Linked DNA regions of Mus musculus: region 2 is linked to region 1. Evidence: chromatin contacts called from public Hi-C data. All regions are on one chromosome and are shown on one strand. Each heading gives the region's core, a stretch centred on a gene start, on an enhancer-like site or on the middle of the called end of the contact. The rest is flanking DNA. Distances are from core to core; before and after follow the strand shown. Region 1 overlaps Kcnab1 (potassium voltage-gated channel, shaker-related subfamily, beta member 1). Region 2 overlaps Lekr1 (leucine, glutamate and lysine rich 1).

Region 1 (6,528 bases), core at 212-2,711:
CAGGTGTAGTCATCACCTAGGCAATGGAGGTAGAGTGGATGGATCTGCAGATCTGGGAAGAACAGATAAAAATCCTGGCAGGAAGAGAAATGCAGGATTCCTATCATGCTAGCACTATGATCCTCAATCCCAGGGGAAGTCATGCCAGGGGCAGAAATGAAGCAGCACCCTGGGTCTAAGCTGTTAGAGCTGCAGGAGCCTCCTGGGCAGCGAGGAAAGGATACTTTAACTCCCAAAGCAGTCCCTCCCTAGCAAGGCTCTGGCTGGCAGCAGGATGGAATTTCTATTCTCAGAAGACAAAGGACAGGGCTGTTACCCAGACAGCCTCACTGCTAGCACAAGGCCTTACCAAACTTCCCTTCTCCTTCACCCCAAGCAGCAGCACAGAACAGTCTAGACATGGTGTGACAGAAGCCCTGGATGTGGTGAAAAGTACACTAGGTATCTAGAGAGGCCAAACACTTGTTGGAATTGGCCGCAAATGTACAGAAAGTGTGGAATGCTGGCTACCATAAAGAACGGAAAGGTCTCAAGGACTGTGGAAGTATGAGCAATGAAAAATGCCTATGCCACGGGTGTGTACACATTCTTGTATGCACATGTACGCTGTCTCTGTGTCTTTGTCTCTTTGTCTCTCTCTCTCTCTCTCCCTCCCTCCCCTCCCCTCCCCCCACACTTCCCCCCAATCAGGATTCTAATCTCTAGCCACTAGGAATACTTCAGGACAAACCCCCCCTCACCCCACCCCACACACACACACACATGCAAATTAGCAGTGGTCCATGTTCTATCTCTACAGTAATCACCACCGTAATCACCACCCAACTTGCAAAAATCCTCCATCATCCTCAAAGAACTCAGTCCTGGAGGCCCTGATGACCCTCAGCCCCAGAAAAACATTCCTAGCCAAACCTCCCCTTACACCACCAAGTCCTGTAGGCAATACAATAAGGTTGTACAACTGGAACAATCTCATTAAATCTGCACAACAGCTTAAAATATTGTAAAGTACCTGCTGCGTTTTTTTAGAAGTGATTTCACATAAAATTCTGAAAGTATGGCTCCTTTAAAAGACACTGGTCCTTTAATACTACACACACTGCAATTTCATATTTTACTCAAGTAGTTTTATGTTTTCACTGTGTCTAGCTGATAGGTATTTTGACAGTGACTCTTTTTTCATTTCACATGGCTAGTCCACTGGATTTCTCTTCCACCAAACCCAGTTTTTGAACTCCAGTCTCAGAAGTCTCCAAGTAACTTTAGCTATTTAGAACCTGAGACTACAGAGCTAATGGGAAACAAAACGCCTCCTTTGACTTCAGGTAGAAAAAAAACAAAAAAAAACCAATAACCAGAACCACAAGTTTCCCAGACACAGGAGCTGCACTATTTTGCCAAACCCACAGGCTGCTAAGGGCAGCCCTGGAGACAAGGTCACCTCGGCCAGTAGGGCTGCAGCAAAGGGCGAGGCCCAAACCTCAGAACTGGTCATCCTAATTGCATCTCACCAGTCTGTCTACACAGGGTCAGACTATTCCAGAGAGAAAGCAGGTCTTTGTCCCTTGTCTCATGGTATAACACTAGCCCTGAATGAGCAGCAGATTCTACCCAAGTCAGCTCTACACAATGCTCCACATGCACACAACACATCCTACTTCACACTGATCCCACCCCCAGTTCCCCTTTCCCATTCCACTATCACTAGCCTTGCTAAGTCTCCCTCACTGTCTCTCAGACTTTGACTTTGACTATCAGATACCTTTCAGGCTCCTCCAACTCATCCTTCAACTTTTCCCTGGTATCTGATGGGGGAAAGCAAGTCCTTGGAGCAGCAGTTCTCAACCTGTGGGTCACGACACCCAAAGGGGTGACATATCAGATGCCCTATATATCAGATATTTACATTATGATTCAGAACAGCAAAATTAGTTTTGAAGTAGTAAAAAAAAAAATAATGTTATGGTTGGGGGTCACAGCATGAATTAGAGCAAAGGGATACAGCATTAGAAAGGTGAGAACCACTGCCTTAGGTTTCACAACAGCCTGGAGAATGGTGTTTTCATTCTTATAAAGTGGCACCCAAGCTCCCTTACACGTTCCAGCTTCTGTTCCCTTATCCCTACCATCTCCACTAGTCTGTCCTTGGTATCCACTTCACTGTTCATGTGCGTGCTGTTCCATCTATCTGGGAGGCCTATTAAGCTGCAAACATCCTTTACCAGTTCTAAGCAGCAGCTGGAAGGTCCATTCCCAGTCTAACCACTGCTGCAGTGCTAACCACTGCCGCAGCTTCCAGCCACATGCGACTATCTGAATACACGAATGATGGCCCTTCCAAACGTGAGTGTGCGTGTGTGTGTGTGCGTGCACCCGAGTGTGGTACTTAAGTGTATATTCATAGGACTTGAAGGACTTAGTACTACCCTCAAAAGTACCTTAATTTTCTATACTAATTTTCACATTAAAGTGATACTAAGTAAAAATGTGTTGGCTGACTACAATGTAATAAAATGTACTAATTCTATTATTTTAAAGACAGCATTATTACCTGCTAGAAAAATTAAAACATAAATTGCTTACACTGAAATTCTACCAGATTAAGCTACTCTGTATTCATGAGACTTTAGTCCTTTTTTTTTAAATACATATGTTTTTATAAAGGATTTATTTCATTTATATGAGTACATCATAGCTGTCTTCAGACACACCAGAAGAGGTCATCAGATCCCATTACAGATGGTTGTGAGCCACCACACGGTTGCTGGGAATTGAACTCAAGACCTTTGGAAGAACAGTCAGTGCTCTTAACCGCTGAGCCATCTCTCCAGCCCCATGTCTTCATTTCTTTAGTCAACAAACACAATCCCTGACTTGAAGCTTATCCATTGTGGGGCATGGGGTAGTGGATCTTCATTTCAGCTATGGCTTGCAAACATATCGCAAGTATAAATGACTGCTTAATGTGGACTCCACAAGACAAATGCGCAACCCTAACCCTCTGTGCTTCTCCCCTACCCTCAGGTCCTCCCTAAGATGACATCTCACGTGGTGAACGAGATTGATAACATACTGCGCAACAAGCCCTACAGCAAAAAGGACTATAGATCATAAGGCAATGCATGAGCCACTTAAGCTGCATGGGTAAAGTCATGATGGGTAGGCAGTGCAGAACGGCCTTACCAGCCACTCTTTTCAATCACTTAGCAGTTTGCTGCTCAACCTCTAGTGTCCCAGGATTCTCTGAGGTTTCTGCTGTTGCTACCACTGTGCACCCTGAATTCTGAACACATCTGAAAATTCACAAGCCAGAAAATCCATTCTATTTTCTTATCTTGGACTGGTCCCCTACCCTGGCACTGGTCTGTGTACCTCATGTTTTTGCAATGGAAAGAATGCTGGGGTAGGGGAATCTATTATCTTCAGAAGAAGGCTGTACATATATATTTTTTTCAAAAGAACAAATTTCACAAGATACAGTATATGACCTGCATAGGAAACAGGATATCCTCACTCTTTAGTCTTGCTCGGGAGAACAAACTGAACTAGATTTTTCCCCCCATATTTCATATTCACACTAGCAAGTTTTATGTCACCTGATATTCAAATAAAATTTCTAGATATTTGCTTTCACTATCTCTAAAGTTATATTGTTGCCTGGCCCTGTACAATTTAACTGGGGTGTCTCTCAGGGTTCTAACATATCCATTTGCATAGTTATAAAGGCATGACTATCCCAAGATACATAATAGATACATAATGCTGATTTATAAAAAGGTCACAATGTTATGGAAACAGCTTTAAATAAAATGTTAAGTGTTCATTTTTTACTTTCTATTAAAGCCTACATTTACTTTCAATTGCTTGTAGGCACAACTTCTGTTGAGGCTAAATATTTGACTTTAAAAATACATACATGTTCAGTTTTGTAATTAAACCTATAAATACCCAGAAAGGCAAGTGTTCAATTTACCATTGGGACATTATCATATAATGCTTGGAATTTTCTGAAGTTATTAACATGAAAACAAATCATAGGCGATGTTAAGAAAAAGACAAAAAAACATTTTTTTTCTCATTCCTCGGCACATGCTAGATGACTTAACTTGCCCAAAGAAAAAGCAAAATATTCAAGAAGCTCCTGGTTCGAATTGTATCACACCCTACACCATATGCATGAAAGCTCTTTGCATGGAATAAAGGGGCCTAGCTTTGCACTCAGAATCTGAGATACACTTAGCTCTGCCTCTACGGGCTAATTCCCCTCACTGTATCCCACTTGAGAAAAACTGTAAAACTATATATACTGTGTGGCTATCTGTAAATACGGATAAGACACAAGGGGTTTTTGTTGTTGTTTTGTTTTCTGTAAAGGTGGGGTCATTTTCTAACTCTTATTTGTCTAACTATAGATGGGCAACATTCTACTTCATCTAGTTAGCAAGTTCTCCATCACTTTAAGATTTACACAAGAAATATACGAACTTAAAATCATTTTCGGATATGTACCACATGGTTAAGTTCTAAATCTTAAACTATCAGTGAAAGATACCAAGAAATATGATTGTGACTACCTAGCTAGCCTCCAGCAGGCAACTTGGGAGTTTCACCCGTGAATATCTGAATAATGATAGAGATGAGCTAACTTTCCATCTATTCACTGTAAATGTAATCCACTGAACTACTGTACGTATAAATGAGTGGAGTGCTGTCTAAATAAAAATCAATTTATTTGCTTAGAGTAATAAAGGCATCTGCAATCTCATAATACATCTTTTGGGTCTTTCATTATAAAATACAAATAAAATGTCACCATGAAATAAACAATAATCCCCTAAATAAATTATACTGAAAGCTATACTACACTGAATGCTTAAGAGAAGTCACAGTGACTAAAAACAGGCTGAAACAAGGAACTCCCGTCTCTGAGGAAACAGAATGCACAGGATCCAGAGTTCAGATATGTTAGACACTCTCTCAACCACCACCATCCCAACAAAAAAGAAAAAAAGACCGAGATTTGTGCTGCAAGCTTTGCGTGCTGGCACACACCTGTAATCATAGCACTTGAGAAACTGGGGGGATGGGTTTTAAGTTTGTGGCCAGCTTGGACTGCACTTACAAGAAAACTAAAAAATGTTTTGCAAACTCCTTTCCTTTCAGTGGATTTTGGAAAACTGCACACTAAAGTTGAAGGTTCTCAAACCCTCTTGAAAGCAGCTGCAAATTTAAACCAAACATGGGCAACACTAGTTAGCTGTGGAAGCAGCCAATTTGGACATATCTACCAAGGTAAACTGAGTAATGCATTTCAGTTTTACCCTTATGAAGAAAAGCTTCATTTACTAATTTCCTCTTCAAAACTCCATGGCAAAAAACTAGTCATACTGGTCTCAAGCAAGACAAATACAAACTACAAACTCTGGGCCTGGATTCCTACTTCAGGAACTGATAGAAACATCATAGACTGCCAAATATCATTCAAGCACACAGCAACAGCACTGCTTCAAGGAACCTAAGTGGCAAAGCCACTACTTGCATAACAAGGAACTCAGGTCAGGACAGATAAAGAAACTGACCCAAACTGCTAGTTCATTACAACCCATAGTCCCTGTATGCTAGCCCACAGCTCTTTAAAGACTTTTTTCTTTATAGGGCTGTTTTTACACTCAATTATATGAGGGTTTTTTTGTTGTTGTTGTTGTTGTTGTTGTTTTTAGAGACAACCTACTCCACGAAATAGTCTCTGATCTTCATGTATACATGATGACACACTTGCCCTGCTACCCCAATTTTCTCTACCTCAGCTATTGTGCATGTGTCCGAGTATCTACCCGCACAATAATATAAAATTAAAATTAAATAAAATGAAAGACCCGCCCAATCTCCTATTAACTACCCTAAGACTTCAAAATAGGTGGGAAATAAACGATATGCTGGTATTCTTCATACATGCACACGTGTACATTCATACAAATCCTTCCTAACATAATGCCTGGTAGGAAGGCCCAGCAGGCACACAGCAGCACACTAGGGCAGGGACGGACTGTTCCTTCCTGTAACTGTGCTACGCCTGTCACTGTCTCAGACATCTGGCCAGAGACTTCAACAGGGCACTTACACGTGTAGGAAAGAGGTCTAATATAAAGTGTGTAATAAATACTCTTATGGTTCACATAAAGAATTACAGAAAAACAAAACACATTTTTAAAAACAAAGTTTAATCATACTTATTAATAACAAGACTTTTTTTAAAATGCAGAGTATAAATTCCACTTCCATCATTTCAGTTAACTTCAAATTATCCTTTCCAAATTAAAACAATATATCAAACAGTACAAGTTGTATATTTAATCCAAGACTTCTATTAAGTTATAAATGAGTAAATCGTGAAATAAAAATTCTTAACACTAAGAGTCTACCTATCACACATATGAGAAAGGAAAGAATGTGAGCACTCTGAATGTCCTATTTTACTGGTGTGATGTATGGGGTCTTTTTATGGTACAAACTCTGCCTGCCACAGAT
Region 2 (7,305 bases), core at 804-3,303, 310 kb after region 1:
GGGAGTGATGGGGTGAACATGAGAGGGTTTCCTAGGAGACATAACTGGCAGAGAGTGGAATAGGCTGCATTGGAAGGGAGTTTCTCATCCTTTGGGATGTCAGGATAGAGGCTGAACAATATGTCTCAGTCAGAATAAACCCAAAGAAACATACAAGCAAATTATTTATGATTTCTTTGAAACCTATGTTTGTAAATCTGTATATTTAGTATCAGTGGCAGGGGACTGACATAATCATTCACCCATTGTATTCTGGCCTTTGAGTCGAGATTGTTAACATTTAAGTGAGACACTTTTATTTGTTACTCACTTGTTCCAAGTGACACTTATGCAATGGGTTTGATAAGTAGATGTGCTATAACATAGTTACAGGGACACTGTCTACCTCCTTGTGCTATAGCAGTTACAGGGACACTGTCTACCTCCTTGTGCTATAGCAGTTACAGGGACAGTGTCTACCTCCTTGTGCTATAACAGTTACAGGGACAGTGTCTACCTCCTTGTGCTATAACAGTTACAGGGACACTGTCTAACACATTAAGGAAGGCTTAAGGCAAAGTGTTTCTTAAGAAGAAACACTTTGCCCACATGTGGTGTGTAGCCTTCAATCCTAGTATTGGAGACAATAGGTAGAAGGATAGTGGGTTGGAGGCCATGGTAGACCAGTCACCAAATTCCAAGCCATGATGAGTCACATTTTTTAAAGTCCTTATTGAATAATCTAAGAATTTCACTTTGGTGTCCCGGAGGTCTCTTTCCTTTATGAAAAGCCAATCAAACATAGACTACCAAGGATTACTTATTCTTAATACAAAAAAAGGGTCTTTTTCCTGTCCTGTTTTTCACTGCCTTCATGTTGAGCAGAGCCACACACACTTTGTCTGAAGGATATGAGGACCCACATACCCATGGTAGGTAAGTACACTATGGCACATAAATACGTAAGTATAGCGTTTTAAAAGGACTTGGGTTTAGTTTTAACAGTCTCGCCTTTTAGCTGGCCATGGAACTGCAGGAGTCTCAGTTTTAATCTATGATATGAATAAAACGAAGAAGAGAGTAAATTCAAAATGCTTTTCCTATTGTAGGTTTGGACAGAATATTAAATTCTATAAAAATCTTTAAATATTGAAGCATTGAAGCTGAGTAAGAGCATAGAGTTCATTTGGTTCAGTACCATAATTTTATAAATGAGTGAAATAAGATCTGAAGAAGTCAGAGGTATCTAGAGCAGTGGCTCTCAGCCTTCCTAATGCTGCGGCCCTTTACCACAGTTCCTCTTGCTGTGGTGACCCTCAACCATAAAATTGTTTTCATTGCTACTTCATAGCTGTAATTTTGCTATTGTTATGAATTGCAATGTAAATATCTGATATGTGGGATATCTATGCCACTGCTGTGAAAGGGTCATTTGACCCCCAGGGTGTCATGACCCACAGGCTGAGAAGTGCTGATCTAGATGGTCAGTGTTGGCAGCAGAAGCCCATGGGTTCCTTTGACATTAGAGACGGAACTTAGAACTAAAGGTGTAAAAATGCTCTCAACATTTTTAGTTTTATCTTGTGAAAGATATTTCAAGGGTAAATAATTCTTAGCTATACTGCGGAGAAATCATTTCTTTGAGAAACTCTTTTCTCTTTCCAAGATTTTGTGTTGGTTTTAAAATGTGTACCCAGCTATAGGCAGTGTCTGTCATAGTGACTATCCCAGCGGCTAGCCGACTGTGTATTCCTTTGTCTCCACAGCATGCTTGCAAAACAACTTTGGTTGAACTTTGTCTTTCACAATTAAAAACATAAATTTCAATAAATATGTGTTCTGTTTCCTAGATGTCTCCTGAAGAAACAGTTTGTAAATACTGTGGCGTCAGCTATCTAATTCTTCATGAATTTAAGGCTATGGAAGAAAAACTGAAAGCAGTGCAAGAAGAAATGAAATTTTATCAAGGAAGTGTAGAACGTGAAAAGAAACTTCAAGAAAAGCTGCAGTCTCTTAGCCAGGAGTTTGAACAGTATAAAAGTGACAGCGAGTCCAAGAAGGCAAGGTCGGAGTATGTTTCCTGTCTCTTATTTAGTTTCAAGGCAAACAGTAGATTTGGGTGGCATGGTGGTACATGCCTGAAATTCCAGTAGTCGGACCTGGGGCAGAAGCGCTGAGAATTCCAGGCCAGCTATATATTTCTCTATATCCTTTGCTGTGCCTTTGCTGACCTTTATTATAAGTAACTTTCTGCTATATTTGTGGCTTAGTATCTTTTGATAGCTATTTAACAATAAATAAAATAGTGTGTCCTGTGACTTTGCCACTTACATGTATGCGCTGGGATTATTGTACATTGATGCACACACCTTGATCTTTTCTGGGGCAGTGGTTTTTGTTTTTTGTTTTTTGTTTATTTTACATATTTATTTATCATTTCACTTTTCAATATTGATACTATTTCTGTTTATTATTATAGGTACTATTTATACTTACGTGCCTTTGAACATGTTTTTCATAGAATAAGTTCTTGGAAACAAAAATAACAAAAGTAAATTCCAGTTTACAATTTTGATGATTATTAAACCAAAATATCTTTTGGGAAGACAGCATTAATTATGCTTGATGAAGTATTTAGGAATTGTCTAACTTTTATACCTTTTAAACATCAATATCCTTTTTTTTTAGTGCATGAAAACAAAGTTTCCTCCTGGATATTTAGTATATATATATATTGTTAATGGAAGATAGCCTTTTTTAAAAACCGTGGAGATTGGTTCTTTCTTCCGATGACTACTTGCACACATCAAGTATCCAGTTTTCTACTGGGTCATGTGTTTCCATGTAGCAAAGGATGATTTCGAACTTCTGAATTTCCTGCTCTACTTCCAAGTGATGGCATGTGTCACCACACCAGGTTTATTTGGTGCTGGGGAAACAAACCCAGGGCTCTGTGTATGCTAGGCAATACTCTACCAAGTAGCTATATCTCCAATCTGTGGAGTTTCTAATATAATACTGTTCTTACACTTTATATGTGTTAACGTTTTCTCATGGTTGATTATTTTTGCCTTGTTTTATAATTTTTGTTGGATGTTTTTCATTTTTAAAATTTTCACACTGTGCCAAATTCTGCCAAGGTCTGTGTCATGATACACAGCCTCAACACAAAAGAGTTCATAGGAAGAACATGGGATGGTTACCTGTTAAAATAAAGGAAAATTCAGGTTCTCTGACTTTGTAAAGGATGGGAAACAGATCTTTTTAAGTCTTTTGCAGTAAATATGCCTCCGCCCCACTCTTTCCTTGTTCTATTCTTTTCAAGTCTGAGTCTCATTATAGTTTCTTTTGAGTTTTGTGGCCATCCTGAGCCCCACCTCTGCAGTCTGAGAAAGGAAAGAGCCTTGGCCATCAGTTCTATGAAGACCTTTATAACAAAGGAAGAGAGATCACTAAGAGAAATTAGATTTTTGCTATCAGAAGTGTAAATGTAAATCTGATAAGGAAAATATCCAATACTGGAAAGAAAAATAGAAAAAAATCACAATTTAAAACAACAAAAGGTTGTTTTTGTTTTGTTTTAAAAAGGAAAATGGTATTATTTTATAGAATTGCTTTAGAGTTAGCTGTTTGGTCTATTTGCAGAGAATTTTTATATATGATGTTAGGTAGATTTTTAATTTCATGTTTTTTTCTTGTTTTCCAAATGTCTGCTTGGTTATCCTGACATCTTTGATTAAATATGTCCTCCTTTGTCCCCTAATTGGAAATGCAGCTGACACATTTCTGGTTTAATTTGGACCTTCTGTTTTGTGCTAGTGACTCACTGCCTCCCAGTCACTCAGCACCACGCTTTATCTTTAGGGTAGCCTTACTGTGATACTTTGCTGGACAAGTCTCCCCTTTTTAATGTAGTGTGTCTTCTAGAGTTCTAGAATCAGTTATCTGATTTTATGTTAAGATTTAGACTGGGGCTGCATTTACTTTCTTAGAGTAATTAGATATCTTCAGATTTGATATTTTTATAAAAACCTTCCTATTTTCCCTCTAATTATTCATTTGTTCTTAAAACTTCTTAATAAAATTTTATGGTTTTTATACATTTGTTTAATTCTTGTCAATAAAAATTTATATTTACACATTTGTGTGTAATTATTGTTGCTATCGGGGAATGAGATATTTTTCTGCATGATTTGTTCTATCTACTATATCTGAATGCAAGTAATTTTTATACATTGATTACATATCTAGCTCCCTTGCTTAGTTTTATTAGCTGTATGTTTTGCAGTTGGTTTTCTTGAAGATATATAATATGCATAATACCTCATCATATCATATCCAATGAGATCTTTCCTTTGATTTCATCACTCTTCCTCCCTGCCCCTTCCTCTGCCTTCGTTACGCTGAACTGGTACAGGCGAGTGCTAAACTCGCAGATGCATGTGTCTTCCTCCTCACCCAGTGTGGGCTTGTCTGCTGGGTTCCTGGGCTACAGATTTTCAAAAATTCTGTTTATCAAGTGAGAAATCCTTCTGTTCTTTGCTTTTTAAAGGTTTAAATCAAGAACGATTACTGCACTTGAATGGGTGCTATTTGTTCCTTTCTTTTGCATGTTGGGGTAATAATGTGATCTCCCCCTCTATATTGGTTAGTGGTTTTTGTTTGTTTGTTTTTGTTTTGTTTTGTCAATTTGAAGACAAGGGAACTAAAACTGAGGAGATGTCCCCATCAGAATGGTTTGTTAGGCAAGTCTCTTAGGCAGTTTCTTGACTGATGGTTGATGAGGGAGAGTTTAGTGGACAGTGGGTGGTGCCACCCCATAGCAGATGGTCCTGCCTTGTATAGGAAAGCAGGCTGAGCAAGCAGTAAGCATGAGTAGCCTTCATGGCCTCTGCTTCAGTTCTTGCCTCCAGGTTCCTGCCTTGCGTTCCTGTCCTCCTGTCATAATGGACTAAACTATAGACTGTAAGCCCAAATAAAACCTTTTCTCCCCCAAGTTGCTTTTTGTCATGGTCTTCACCACAGGAAGAAAGCAAACTAGAACTGTGTGTTTTACAGTGTCTCCTACAGCCCATGCTGGCTTCATTATGTACACCAAGCATGACTCTGAACTCACAGTCTTCCTGCTGCTTCCCATGCCTGGTTTTAATTTGTTAGTGCAGTAAATAAAAACATGTTTACTAATAAAAAGCTATACTTAAATTTTTAGCAAAAAGCATTTTGATCTGGCATATTTCAGGATTTCCTAAATTTTGGATGTTTACCCTTTGTATAATATATAAGTTAATGTGGTGTTGGGGACCAAAATATATGTATATACAATTTGTATATACATAAAAATATACAAAATATGTTTTATTATATATTTTAAATATATAAAAGTTATCATAGCTATAAGTACTCTTTCTGAGCATAATCACTTAGATATATGCTATAGTAAATGTAAAAGCATAACTTTCCATGAGAGTTAAATTGAAAGTTAAAAAATAAATATATAGGGCTGGAGAGATGGCTCATTGGTTGAGAGCACCAACTGCTCTTCCAAAGGTCCTGAGTTCAATTCCCAGCAACCACATGGTGGCTCATGTAATAGGATCTGATGCTCTTTTCTGGTATGTCTAAAAACAGCTACAGTGTACTCATATAAATATAATACATAAATTCTAAAAATAATTAATTAATACTGGACATGGTAGCCCATGCCTTTAATCCCAGTGCAAGTGGGGGATGCAGTGAAACTACCAAACCAGGGCACTAAACTGCTAAGGCTATCTCTCAGCTGCAAAGAACAGCAGGAGCCTGGCCAGTGTTAAGGAGATATGCTGCGGCAGAGGTGTGTGTGTGTGTGTGTGTGTGTGTCTGTGGTGATGGTGGTGTTGGTTGTATGGGAGCCAGAACAGCCTGGAGACTAGCAGGAGGACTTTGATTTGTTGCAGCTTATTTGCTTTAGTCGGGAGCTAGATGCCCACTTGCTGGAGGTAGTAGGGAACAGATAACAGAAATAATGGGTTTTCCTGACAAACAGAAAACACCTTTCCAAGATTTCCGAGGAATGCTGAGTTTAGGGAGCAATCCTTCAGTTTACTGGTCAGAGTCCAGAGCTTAGCCCAGACTATCCTTTAGGACATTATCAGCTACCATTTTAGAGGACCACTTTGGTCCTAACACTCAGCACTAGGGAGGCAGAGGCAGGCAAATCTCTGTGAGTTTGAGGCCAGCCTGGCCCTATATAGTGAATTCTAGTTTAACCAGGGCTATATAGAAAGACCCTGCCACCACCCAAATTTATTTAAAGTAATTGCCTATGCTAGTAGGGATGTCTAAAAGTTTATGAATAACTTTGTTTTTCTGATAGAGCGCTGACTTAGTTTTCTAGTATTTTAAATAGTTTTGCTTCTGTATTTATAGGTGAAGCTGTTCCATAGCTCTCTCATGGTATAGAGACTAGCTAGCTTATGTCATACTCTTACAAGATACATGCATTGTGTAGTCCAGGCAGCCCTTAGACTGGGAGTTGCCTGCCTTGGCCAACCCAGGAATTAACAGGCCTGTACCACCATGCAGTCTACACCAGACCTATCAACTAACGCATGAATTGCCTGTACCCATGTCATGTCTTCTTGGGGTAGAAGGTCTAGGATGGCCCGTTTTGTTTTCTCCACCATTCCTGCTTTTGATTGATTTTTTTACCCCCTTGCTATGTCAATTTTGGAAATTGTTATTTTTCTAAACAATTAAATATGCTGGCATTTCAAGCTCCTTCATGTTTAGTAATATTATAACTTCTTTTAAATTTTCTTTCTTTTTTTTTTTTTATTTTAAATTGAATTTAGGGCTTTGTGAGTGCCAGGCAAGTTTTTAACCACTGAGCCCAGTTTTGATTATGTGCTCAATTTGTAAACAGTTTGTTTCTTTGTTAAGTTAAAATAGTTGGTTATATATTTTAGAAAATGTGGAAGCCCTATATCAGTTATATGTTTTGCTATTATTTTCTTATATATTATTTCCAATATGTGGCTTCTCATCACTTTCTATCTTGCTTTTGTGAATTTTAATTTAATTTTAATTTAATTAAGTCCAAGCTATAAAATCCAATATGTAAGCTGATGATACTAATTTACCAGCAGGCTAGAATGCTGTATATCTGGGCAATTCTGCCGTTTAAAATCGTCATGGAGGAACCATCTGACCACAGCTGCTGTTAATCTCAGAGAATTGAAGAGCCACATTATCTGGTTATTGATCAGAATACTTCTGTTTAGGATTTCATTATAGGCTTATAAATCTTCAACTTCCAATTTAGGGATAATTGTATATTCACACACA

What was found. Hi-C and Micro-C count contacts between places; a contact is called where the count stands out from the background.
Region 2: a contact with region 1 is called in a Hi-C map of granulosa cells, with 2.2 times the contacts expected there. The contact joins two enhancer-like sites. A contact is called at or near these places in 7 of 39 promoter capture datasets (the 3T3-L1 cell line, 3T3-L1-derived adipocytes, the C10 cell line and 4 more), 2 of 15 datasets of contacts at CTCF or cohesin (large pre-B cells and pro-B cells), 7 of 484 Hi-C or Micro-C datasets (B cells, CD4 T cells, Th17 cells and 4 more), 6 of 115 datasets of contacts at active chromatin or transcription factors (the 230-238 cell line, cardiomyocytes, double positive thymocytes and 3 more) and 2 of 9 other capture datasets (adipose tissue and liver).

The regions. Positions count from the first base shown.
Region 1 is chr3:65,373,455-65,379,982 of GRCm38.p6, forward strand. It overlaps Kcnab1 (potassium voltage-gated channel, shaker-related subfamily, beta member 1), which reads left to right. Exons shown (of 14, transcript NM_010597.5): 14 at 3,025-4,771. The coding sequence ends at 3,114. It overlaps Ssr3 (signal sequence receptor, gamma), which reads right to left. Exons shown (of 5, transcript NM_026155.3): 5 at 6,203-6,528. Among named protein-coding and RNA genes, the nearest start is that of Ssr3, 16 kb to the right of the region's middle. Within about 2 kb of position 1,462, at least 40 of the 459 cell types and tissues checked have an H3K27ac peak or open chromatin away from gene starts, as enhancers often do. A contact at or near this core is called in granulosa cells, where this site is marked.
Region 2 is chr3:65,682,063-65,689,367 of GRCm38.p6, forward strand. It overlaps Lekr1 (leucine, glutamate and lysine rich 1), which reads left to right. Exons shown (of 13, transcript NM_001166659.1): 3 at 1,830-2,044. Among named protein-coding and RNA genes, the nearest start is that of Lekr1, 19 kb to the left of the region's middle. Within about 2 kb of position 2,054, at least 2 of the 459 cell types and tissues checked have an H3K27ac peak or open chromatin away from gene starts, as enhancers often do. A contact at or near this core is called in granulosa cells, where this site is marked.